3 separate regions of the Sus scrofa genome follow, and regions 1 and 2 are each linked to region 3. Evidence: chromatin contacts called from public Hi-C data. All regions are on one chromosome and are shown on one strand. Each heading gives the region's core, a stretch centred on a gene start, on an enhancer-like site or on the middle of the called end of the contact. The rest is flanking DNA. Distances are from core to core; before and after follow the strand shown. Region 1 holds the start of GNB2 (guanine nucleotide-binding protein G(I)/G(S)/G(T) subunit beta-2). Region 2 holds the start of POP7 (ribonuclease P protein subunit p20). Region 3 holds the start of SLC12A9 (solute carrier family 12 member 9).

What was found. A called contact is a pair of places that touch in the nucleus more often than the background predicts.
Region 1: a contact with region 3 is called in a Hi-C map of skeletal muscle, with 5 times the contacts expected there. The contact joins the promoter of GNB2 here to the promoter of SLC12A9 in region 3. A contact is called at or near these places in 3 of 47 Hi-C or Micro-C datasets (heart right ventricle, liver and skeletal muscle) and 1 of 2 datasets of contacts at active chromatin or transcription factors (alveolar macrophages).
Region 2: a Hi-C map of liver shows a contact between it and region 3, with 3 times the contacts expected there. The contact joins the promoter of POP7 here to the promoter of SLC12A9 in region 3. A contact is called at or near these places in 3 of 5 promoter capture datasets (fetal liver, fetal skeletal muscle and liver), 25 of 47 Hi-C or Micro-C datasets (adipose tissue, alveolar macrophages, blood and 15 more) and 2 of 2 datasets of contacts at active chromatin or transcription factors (alveolar macrophages and skeletal muscle).

What each region holds. Positions count from the first base shown.
Region 1 is chr3:8,577,699-8,580,398 of Sscrofa11.1, forward strand. GNB2 (guanine nucleotide-binding protein G(I)/G(S)/G(T) subunit beta-2) reads left to right here and starts at 1,339. Exons shown (of 10, transcript XM_003480989.3): 1 at 1,339-1,504.
Region 2 is chr3:8,606,271-8,608,970 of Sscrofa11.1, forward strand. It overlaps POP7 (ribonuclease P protein subunit p20), which reads left to right and starts at 1,261. Exons shown (of 3, transcript XM_013995472.2): 1 at 1,261-1,529; 2 at 1,777-2,182; 3 at 2,423-2,700. The coding sequence starts at 2,433. It overlaps LOC110260076 (branchpoint-bridging protein-like), which reads right to left and starts at 2,434. Exons shown (of 3, transcript XM_021087974.1): 1 at 2,396-2,434. The coding sequence starts at 2,434.
Region 3 is chr3:8,695,240-8,697,939 of Sscrofa11.1, forward strand. It overlaps SLC12A9 (solute carrier family 12 member 9), which reads left to right and starts at 1,354. Exons shown (of 14, transcript XM_003354477.4): 1 at 1,354-2,700.

The sequences.
Region 1 (2,700 bases), core at 89-2,588, 120 kb before region 3:
CAAAAAGACAAAACAAAAAACAACAACAAAAAAAGGAATGCAGGATCCAAAACCAGGCTGCAAACTGCACCATAGGTCACCGCAATGCCAGATCCTTAAGCCACTAGTTGGATACTGGATACTAGTTGGATACTGGATACTAGTTGGGGTCATTACCTGCTGAGTCACAATGGGAACTCCCTCCCTTCCAAATTCTCATTGACACCTATTACCTACTGCTAATATATGATCGAATTGGTGAGTGCTCCATAAATGGAATTTGTGCTTAACTAAGAATGTGACTTTTCTTATTCTCTTTAAAAATTGGTGCTTTGGAAACTGTTTTTAATGCCTTCAACTGAGGCTAAATGAAAAGTGTATGTTTTAATACTTTTAAATCGCATGAGGACTCAATGAAGGTTACTCATTGATTTGAACTTTCCAAAACATTTTCACAATCCGCAGGATCTTAAAATAATCCAAGGTGACTTGCAGGGCAGGTAGCTATCAACACTCTCATTTTATAGATGTGGAAACCGAGGCCTATACTTACATTCTCATCCCTTCGCGGAGATGGTCCAGAGCGAGGTTCATCAAGAGGCTAGATATTAATACACACAATAAGGTCGATAAAGCAGCCTTGGTTCATATTCCAACTCTGCAGCCCTAGGACTCTGTTTCCACTACTGTAAAATGGGGACAAAGCCAGTACTCAACTTCATAGCACTGTGAGGAGTAAATAAGTATGAAGCTCAATAAACGAGTTGCTATTAGAGTGTCATGCCGCCACATAAAGAGTTCCGCAAAAGCCACTGGGCAACGCGGGGGCACTGCCTGGGCAGACCCGTTCTCACAGCATACCTGAGTTCCCAGGGGCCGCCCAGGTCCCCATGGCTTCCCGCCCGGGCACCTTCGGAAACACTGCTCCTCCTCGCTACGCGTTGAGGCCGGCTGGCCTCTCCAGCAGTGATCAACACTGATCTCTCTCAACCCTGTCCCCTGTGGAGGGGCGTGGTCTCACAGACAAAGGGCGGAGCCAAGGCGAGAACTGGGGCGTCGAGCTCCCCTTCCCAGTCTGGAGCCGCCCAATCCGGGAGGGCAGGTCACGTGACCAGCGAGCGGTTTCACCCTCCCCTATGCCGGTACCACCTATGTCAGTCCCAGAGGGGATGTTTTGTGCCTTTTCGGGAAGCAAAGTATTTTTCTGAGCCCATTTTGCGTAGAAATAATGTAGAGTAATATCTTTGATGTTATGGGGTCAATATTTGCCCCCTAAGTGCTATTTTTCCCCCGGCCTCCCCCCGATAAGTAGTTGGTCTCGTCCAGCCGGGCCCTGGGCGCGGCGGCGACGGCCGCGTCACTGGCGGGCGGGATCCCTCCGCTCTGGGGAGAGCAGCGCTGGACGGTTGAGTTGGGGTGACTGAGAAAATCCATCCGCGTCGCCGCCGCTGCCGCCTCCGCCGCGGAGGAAGACAGGACCTCCCGCTCTCCTTTAGCGACCCTTCGCAGAGTCCCACCGCCACAGGTACCTCCGCTGGTAAAAGGAGTCCTCATCCCCTTCCCAGCCCCAAATTCCCGTGGGGGAACCTCTCTTCCGTCTGTCTACCCGGTCTGGCCTCTCGGGAGCGGACGTAACTCCCCAGACATCCCCTCCCTTCTTATGGCCCCGTCGCTCCCAAACCCGGAAGGGGAACTGGGGGACCCTCGCCCCCAATAACGCACGCGCTCCCTGCAGCATCAGGGGCCTTTTGCCTGACTCTAGACCTCATCTCACCCCCACCTGCCTCTTGCTCCCTGAGAAGTTGGGGGGCTAAATTCGGGGCTTCCTCTAGGCCCTGTCCCGCCCCCTTTCCCCACCACTGCCACCCTCTTAGCTCCCCCGGGGTAGCACCCCTCGTGTCCTCCCATTTCGCACCGCCGCTGGCATTCGCCTTGCAAAAGTCCAGAATCCTCAGAGAAGCAGGCAAGGCCGCGAGGCCACCCTTCCCTTGTCTCCACCCTCGATTTAGGTTCTTTTCTGGACCCATTACCCCCTAGACCAGAGACCTCGGCACCTCATTCCCTTTAGCAGTCCTAACCTCACGCTTAGCTCCCAGTCGCCCCTACCCCCCACCGAGCTTTCTTTTGGGCAAAATGGAGGTCGTGGGGGCCGGAGAGCCAGGCCCACTGCGTTTCGAAGAGCCACACCGGCCCGCGCCTTCCCCTGCCAGATCCGGGGACCCTCGCTTGTCCCTTGCCTCCCCTTCGCCCCGTCAGCCTTGCGGAGGCGGTGGCACCCCCATTTCTCCTTGGGACCCCAATTGCTGTATGCCCAGAATCTGGGGTTGCCGAGGGGGCTCGGAAGGGTGATAGGGATTGAGGGCTGGGAGCGTTGCCCCCGCCCCCAGCGGCTTCCTCCTGGCCTGCTTCCTTCTGCCTGGGGCGTCTGGCGCTGCCGCCCGGCCTGGGCTGCCGGCAGCTGGAATTGAGGGGCTTTGTCCCGAGCTGGGGAAATGGGATGGGGGTCTCTGCCCCCCACTTTGGAAGGGCGTCCCCAGGCTCTGGCGTAGAAAGCTGAACAGAGCGAGGGGAAATGTCAGCGGGGAAGAGAAACGCCCAGGGCCTGGGGGAAGTGGGAGCAGGGTGGGGGACGCCTGGGTTGGCAGAGTGCAGTGTGCATGGCCAGATCACACAGGTGTCCAAAGGAGGGGGGGGGTAGGACTTCGGGCGCTGGAGCGGAGC
Region 2 (2,700 bases), core at 11-2,510, 89 kb before region 3:
AAAATGGACCCTCTTCTATTTTCTGAAAGAGATTGTCTAGAATTTGCGTTTTCTTTCTTTCTTTCTTTTTTTTTTTTTTTTTGGTAGAATTCACCAGTAAAACTATGTGAGCCAAGATATTTCTTTTTATAAAGTTAAAAAAAACCTATGAATTTAATTTCCTTAATAGTTACAGAACTATGCAGATGATCTACTTCATCTTGGGTAAGTTTGGTAGTATGTGGTTTTCTGGGAATTGGTCCATAAATTGTGGAATTTGTCTGTAGCGTGGTCTATATTACTCTAAGTATACTTTAATGTATGAGGGATCTTTAGTGCTATCCTCTCTTTCATTTCTGGTAATCATAACTTGAATCTTCGTTCTCTTGTTCTTTTGTCAGTCTTGCTGGAGGCTTATCCATTTTATTGATCTTTTTCAAAGAACCAGCTTTTGGTTTGAATTTCTTTATTGTTTTCTTGTGTTCAGTTTAACGGAGGTTTTTTGGTTTGCTTTTATTAAAGTATAGTTGATTTACAGTGTTGTGCCAATTTCTGCTTTACATACAGCAAAGTGACCCAATCACACGTATATATACATTCTTTTTCTCATAATTTAATTGGTTTTTGTTCTTTATTGTTTCCTCCCATCTTCTCCCTTTGGCTTTACTTCGCTCTTTTTCTAGTTCCTTGAGGTGGAAGCTTGGATTACACTTCCATTCTTTTAAAAATGTTTCCAGAATACTCCTTGGTTCCCTGAAGAACTCCTGTTTGTCCATCAAAACTCAGCTCATATGTCACTTCTGAGGCAGAATAAAGTGGTAGACAGGCTTTCCTCCTCACCCCCAAATAGCCCCCAAACTTGTAAATATCTGAAGCTAAAAAGAACCACAGGATTTAAATGGTGCTGGGAAAGTTCTCAGGAACCTGACCACTTTACAACCTCCAGTCAAATGGAGTCGGACTCCACCCCAGGCAACAAAAAGCCGTGTAGGGGGCATAAAAATGCCAACTCAAATGTATAGGCTTACAGTTTACCCAAGGTTATATCGGGTTTCGAAACTCAGTGGCAAGAACAGGAATTGTCATCCCTATTTGAGTGATGAGAAAACTCAAGCGAAGAACAGTCAAGGACCCCAGTGCAGCTCTAACTCAGTTTCCAGTGGAACTCCACCAAAGCTAAAGCAACCTGGGCCGAGAACCCCTCCCCACTGGCCTTAGGGAGCCTCCAATCCCTCTGTGCTGCCCTGCCCTTCCCGCCAGGGGGCGCAGGTCCCTGCTCCTGGGTGGCGGGCAGAAGCCAAAGAGCTGGTGGATGACGACTGAGGAGTGCTAGTGGGTCTGCGAGCCACAGGGAAGCTGTAAAGGCTAGCCCCACGGCTCACAACTCGCGTCCCCAGGCGCTGGCCTGGAGGTCACCCTGGTCAGAGAAAGGGGAGAAGAACGGGTCCCCGTAAACTGCAGAGGAGTCCCCGAGCCAAAGAACTTGTCCTCCGCCAAGGGCCGGGCCTTGCTTGCCCCCATCTTCGGGCAGCCGGAATCTTGGACGGGAGGTCAGTTCTGCCACACCTCCTCTGACCCGAGGAACTGCGATGGACCCGGGAGTCCAGACTTCTCTTTAGGCCATTCGCGATCAAGATCAGTGGAATTCGCCGTCCTCCCTCACACCTTTGGAAGACCCTTACCCCTAAATCCTCCACGCCCCTAGAAAACCTCCTCTCTTTTCTCCCCTTCATGACTCCTCCGGGAACCGAGTACTGGGTGGGATTGGCCCAGGGAAGCTAACCTTTCTCTTTCCAGATCCTCCCCGGCTTCGACTTGGTATACGCCCCCTGCCTCTGCAGCTTACAAGTGGTAGATCCCATCACCCCCGGAAGCCTCGCGTTACTCAAACACATCGCGCGGTTTTGCGAGCAACTCAGGAAAGGGGCGGGGAGAACGGATGCCGGGAAGGCGATTCGCGGATCGCCCGGGCCTGGCCACGGGGTATGGGCGCGCCTGCGCACTCGGGGGCCTTTTCAGGAGCCTGGTACTAAGGGCGCCCGTGTTTCGGCGTTCCTGCGGCGAGTCCCTTCCCTTCTCTTCCCTTTTTGGGGCCTGGGAGTTGCGGGCAGCTCCTTCCCTTCAGACTGGTCGGCGCAACGCTCGAGTGGCCTGGCAGGGGAGCGGGCTGCGTGCGCGCTGAGGGCACTGTGGAGCGAAGAAGGTAGGCGTGGGAATAGCTGGGGCGGTGGAGGGGCCTGAGATTGGGAGCGATGTGATGGATGAATGGGAACCGGAGGTGGGGGAGATGCTTGAGCTTGAGGTAAGTGGGAAGGGACTGAGACTTGAAGCGACGAGGGGCGTCGAGTGCGACCCCTCTTGGCTGCACCGTTTGGGCGGGAAACGGGGTAGGAAACGAAACCTGGTCTCTCCTCACCCATGGCTGATCTTTCTCCCACACCAGGGCACACTGCATGGCTGAAAACCGAGAACCCCGCGGGGCCGTCGAGGCCGAGCTGGACCCGGTGGAATACACCCTGCGGAAGCGGCTTCCCCACCGCCTGCCCCGGAGGCCCAATGACATTTATGTCAACATGAAGACTGACTTTAAGGCCCAGTTGGCCCGCTGCCAGAAGCTGCTGGACGGAGGGGTAAGGGGTCAGAATGCATGCACTGAGATCTACATTCATGGCTTGGGCCTGGCCATCAACCGCGCCATCAACATTGCCCTGCAGCTGCAGG
Region 3 (2,700 bases), core at 104-2,603:
AGCACTCAGCTAGCAGCCAGCAGGTGGACCTGACTCCACACTTAGATCAAACGGCCTTCCAGCCCGACCTCCAAGGACCTGGAGGACACCTCGCAGCCTTCTGCTTCTTCCTTTCCCACCCAGGCCAGGCTTAGGGCATTTCCCTCCCTCTGCCTTGGACCCTTACTCCTGTGGAGCCCCTGTTTCCCACCAGCTATTAAACGGGTATGATTTACTCCCTAACATTCACCAGAGCCTTGCCCACCCAGCCCCTGGTCTTGACGCTGGAGACAGAGGAAGGGGTTCTGAGCCCTGATGGAAGAGCAGGGGACTGAAACAGCCAGGACTGGAGACAAGCATCAGTGCAAGCTGATAGGAAGGAGGGCAGGGGAAGGGCAGAGCTGGAAGGGCAGAGCTCAGAGCAGAGGCCAAGGCTATCAGAGGGTAAGGAGGTTTGGAGAAGGGAGGCCTGGGGGCCTGAGCTCAACGGGAGGGCTGCGGGGTAGTGGGAGGAGGGAAAGAGGTAATGGGAGGCTCATTGTCCCAGCAGGGGGAAGTCTTTTGTTTCCTCTCTTCCCTTGGCAGCCTGACAGGATATGAGGCCAAGCCCCCCCCCCATGCCAGGCCCCCCCCCCCACTGGACGGGGCCCTTCCCCTACTATTGTGTCCTTGACAGGGATGGGGGCAGGGGCAACAGCTCTGGGGCAAATATAAGGAGGACCATTCGTGGTTAGAGGCTAGGCTAACAAGGACCTGAAGGGACAAGAAGCCCCTGGGCTGGTTCGTGGAGCTTGGCAGGAGAGCTCTGTGCCTGGGGAGGAGCAGGAAGCCAGGCCAGGGTGGGGCCTGCACCAAGGGCAGCAGGTCGGGCCGGGGGGCGGCAGGCTGGGCCCCAGAGGAGATGACGCAGTGCTTCAGGCCTCTCCCAGCCCCCACCATTCCAGCCTGGGGGCCTGAGAGCTCACCTGAAATCCAGAGTTCCCCCCAACCCCCTCCATTCCCTAAAGTTGACATCACCCCTACCAAGACAGCTGGGATCTGAAAGAGCCCAGCAAACTCTGGTGTCCTGCCTGGGCCCTCCGCATCCATTTTCCTGGACTCCCTCCCTCCTTCCCCGGGATCCAGGAGTCTGGCCTCCTGCTGCGGTCCTCCAGGAACCCTGGAATTTCATCCCTCCCCTTCTCTCCTCCCTCCTGGGTCATTTTGCTCCATCAGCTGTTCCTGCAGGAAGGGCGCCCTGCTCAGCCTCGCCTCTCTTCCCGAGCCTTTTGTTTGCTGGATCTGCAGGAAACTGTAGGGGCGGTGGCCAAGGGCTCATCTGCCCCTGGGGCCTGGGGGAGGGGGGGGTCCGGATTCACGAGACTTAATTCAGGGGAGCTCACGGCGGGGGACGGGGTGCCGAGGAATTAGCATTTAGGGCCTGAACTCGGAGTGGGGCACTCAGGGGCGGGGATTGGACGTCCTGTCTCCGAAGGATGGTCCAGGTGTGTGCTCTGGGATCCTTTAGAACAGAAGGCTGGACAGGCACCCCGAGATGACCTAATCGGTAGATCCGGGAGCCAACACGAGGCGAGAAAAACCCAGATACTGATTCCACAACCTCGTCCTACACGTCTCAGATCCCAGGAATCCCAAGCAGTGGGGAGATGATAGGCAGCTCAACGTTTTAGGATTAGCCAATTCCTTTCTCCTTTGAAAATGGTGGGGAGGACGACCAGCACGTAGTCCTGAATTCGCGCCTTCCCAGTACGCGACCGCAGACCAGGCGGCGGCGCGGACGCTCTAGCGAGCCGGCGCCCTCTCGTTTGCTGCCCTCTTTCTGGGGCACCCTGGGCGCCGCCATCTTCCCTCCTTAGAGGGCGGGGCGGGGCCACAGCAGTCACGTGAGGAGCCAGCCCCAGATCCGCCGAGGCTCCCAGAAGACACGGTGCACGGTTACAAAGGGCCACCGGAATGCCAGGGACTGATGGAAGTACCGGAGCTAGAGCAGCAAAGAAAAGTTCCTGTTTCGTGGAGCTTAACTTTTCTGTTGGGACTAGGCAGTCGATGAACAAGATAAACACTTTAAAGGCATCTATTAGATGTGTTAAGCGCTCTGGTTAAGGAAAAAAAAAATAGGAAAGGGGGATAAGCCCTAGGAAAGTGGGATGGGAAGGAAGGTGTAGTTCACATTTATTTATTTATTTATTTAGCTTTTTAGGGCTGCACTGTGGCATATGGAGGTTCCCAGGCTAGGGGTCCAATTGGAGCTACAGCTGCCGGCCTACACCACAGCCACAGCAATGTGGGATCCAAGCCGCGTGTGCGACCTACACCACAGCTCTCGGCAACGCCGGATCCTTAACCCACTGAGCGAGGCCAGGGATCGAACCTGCAACTTCATGGTTCCTAGTCCGTCCGCTGTGCCACGACAGGAACTTCTGTAGTTCACCTTTAAATGGGACTGGCAGAGATTTCACTAAGAAGGTAATATTTGAGTCCAAAAGACAAAGGAGGCTCCTGTCCTGTGCTGCCACAGCATTCTTGGCAACAGCCCAGAGGTCCTCGTGGGGCAAGATCAGGGATGAGGAGAGGTGAGGGCAGGATACGGGTCAGGTAGGGCTTCATGGGGCGATTGCCCATATAATATATAGACCACTCTGGGTCACTTCTGAGCAAAGGAAATGCTATTAATGCTTAGGCCATGGCAAAGGTGTAAACTGTGGCAGTTGGACGGTAGTC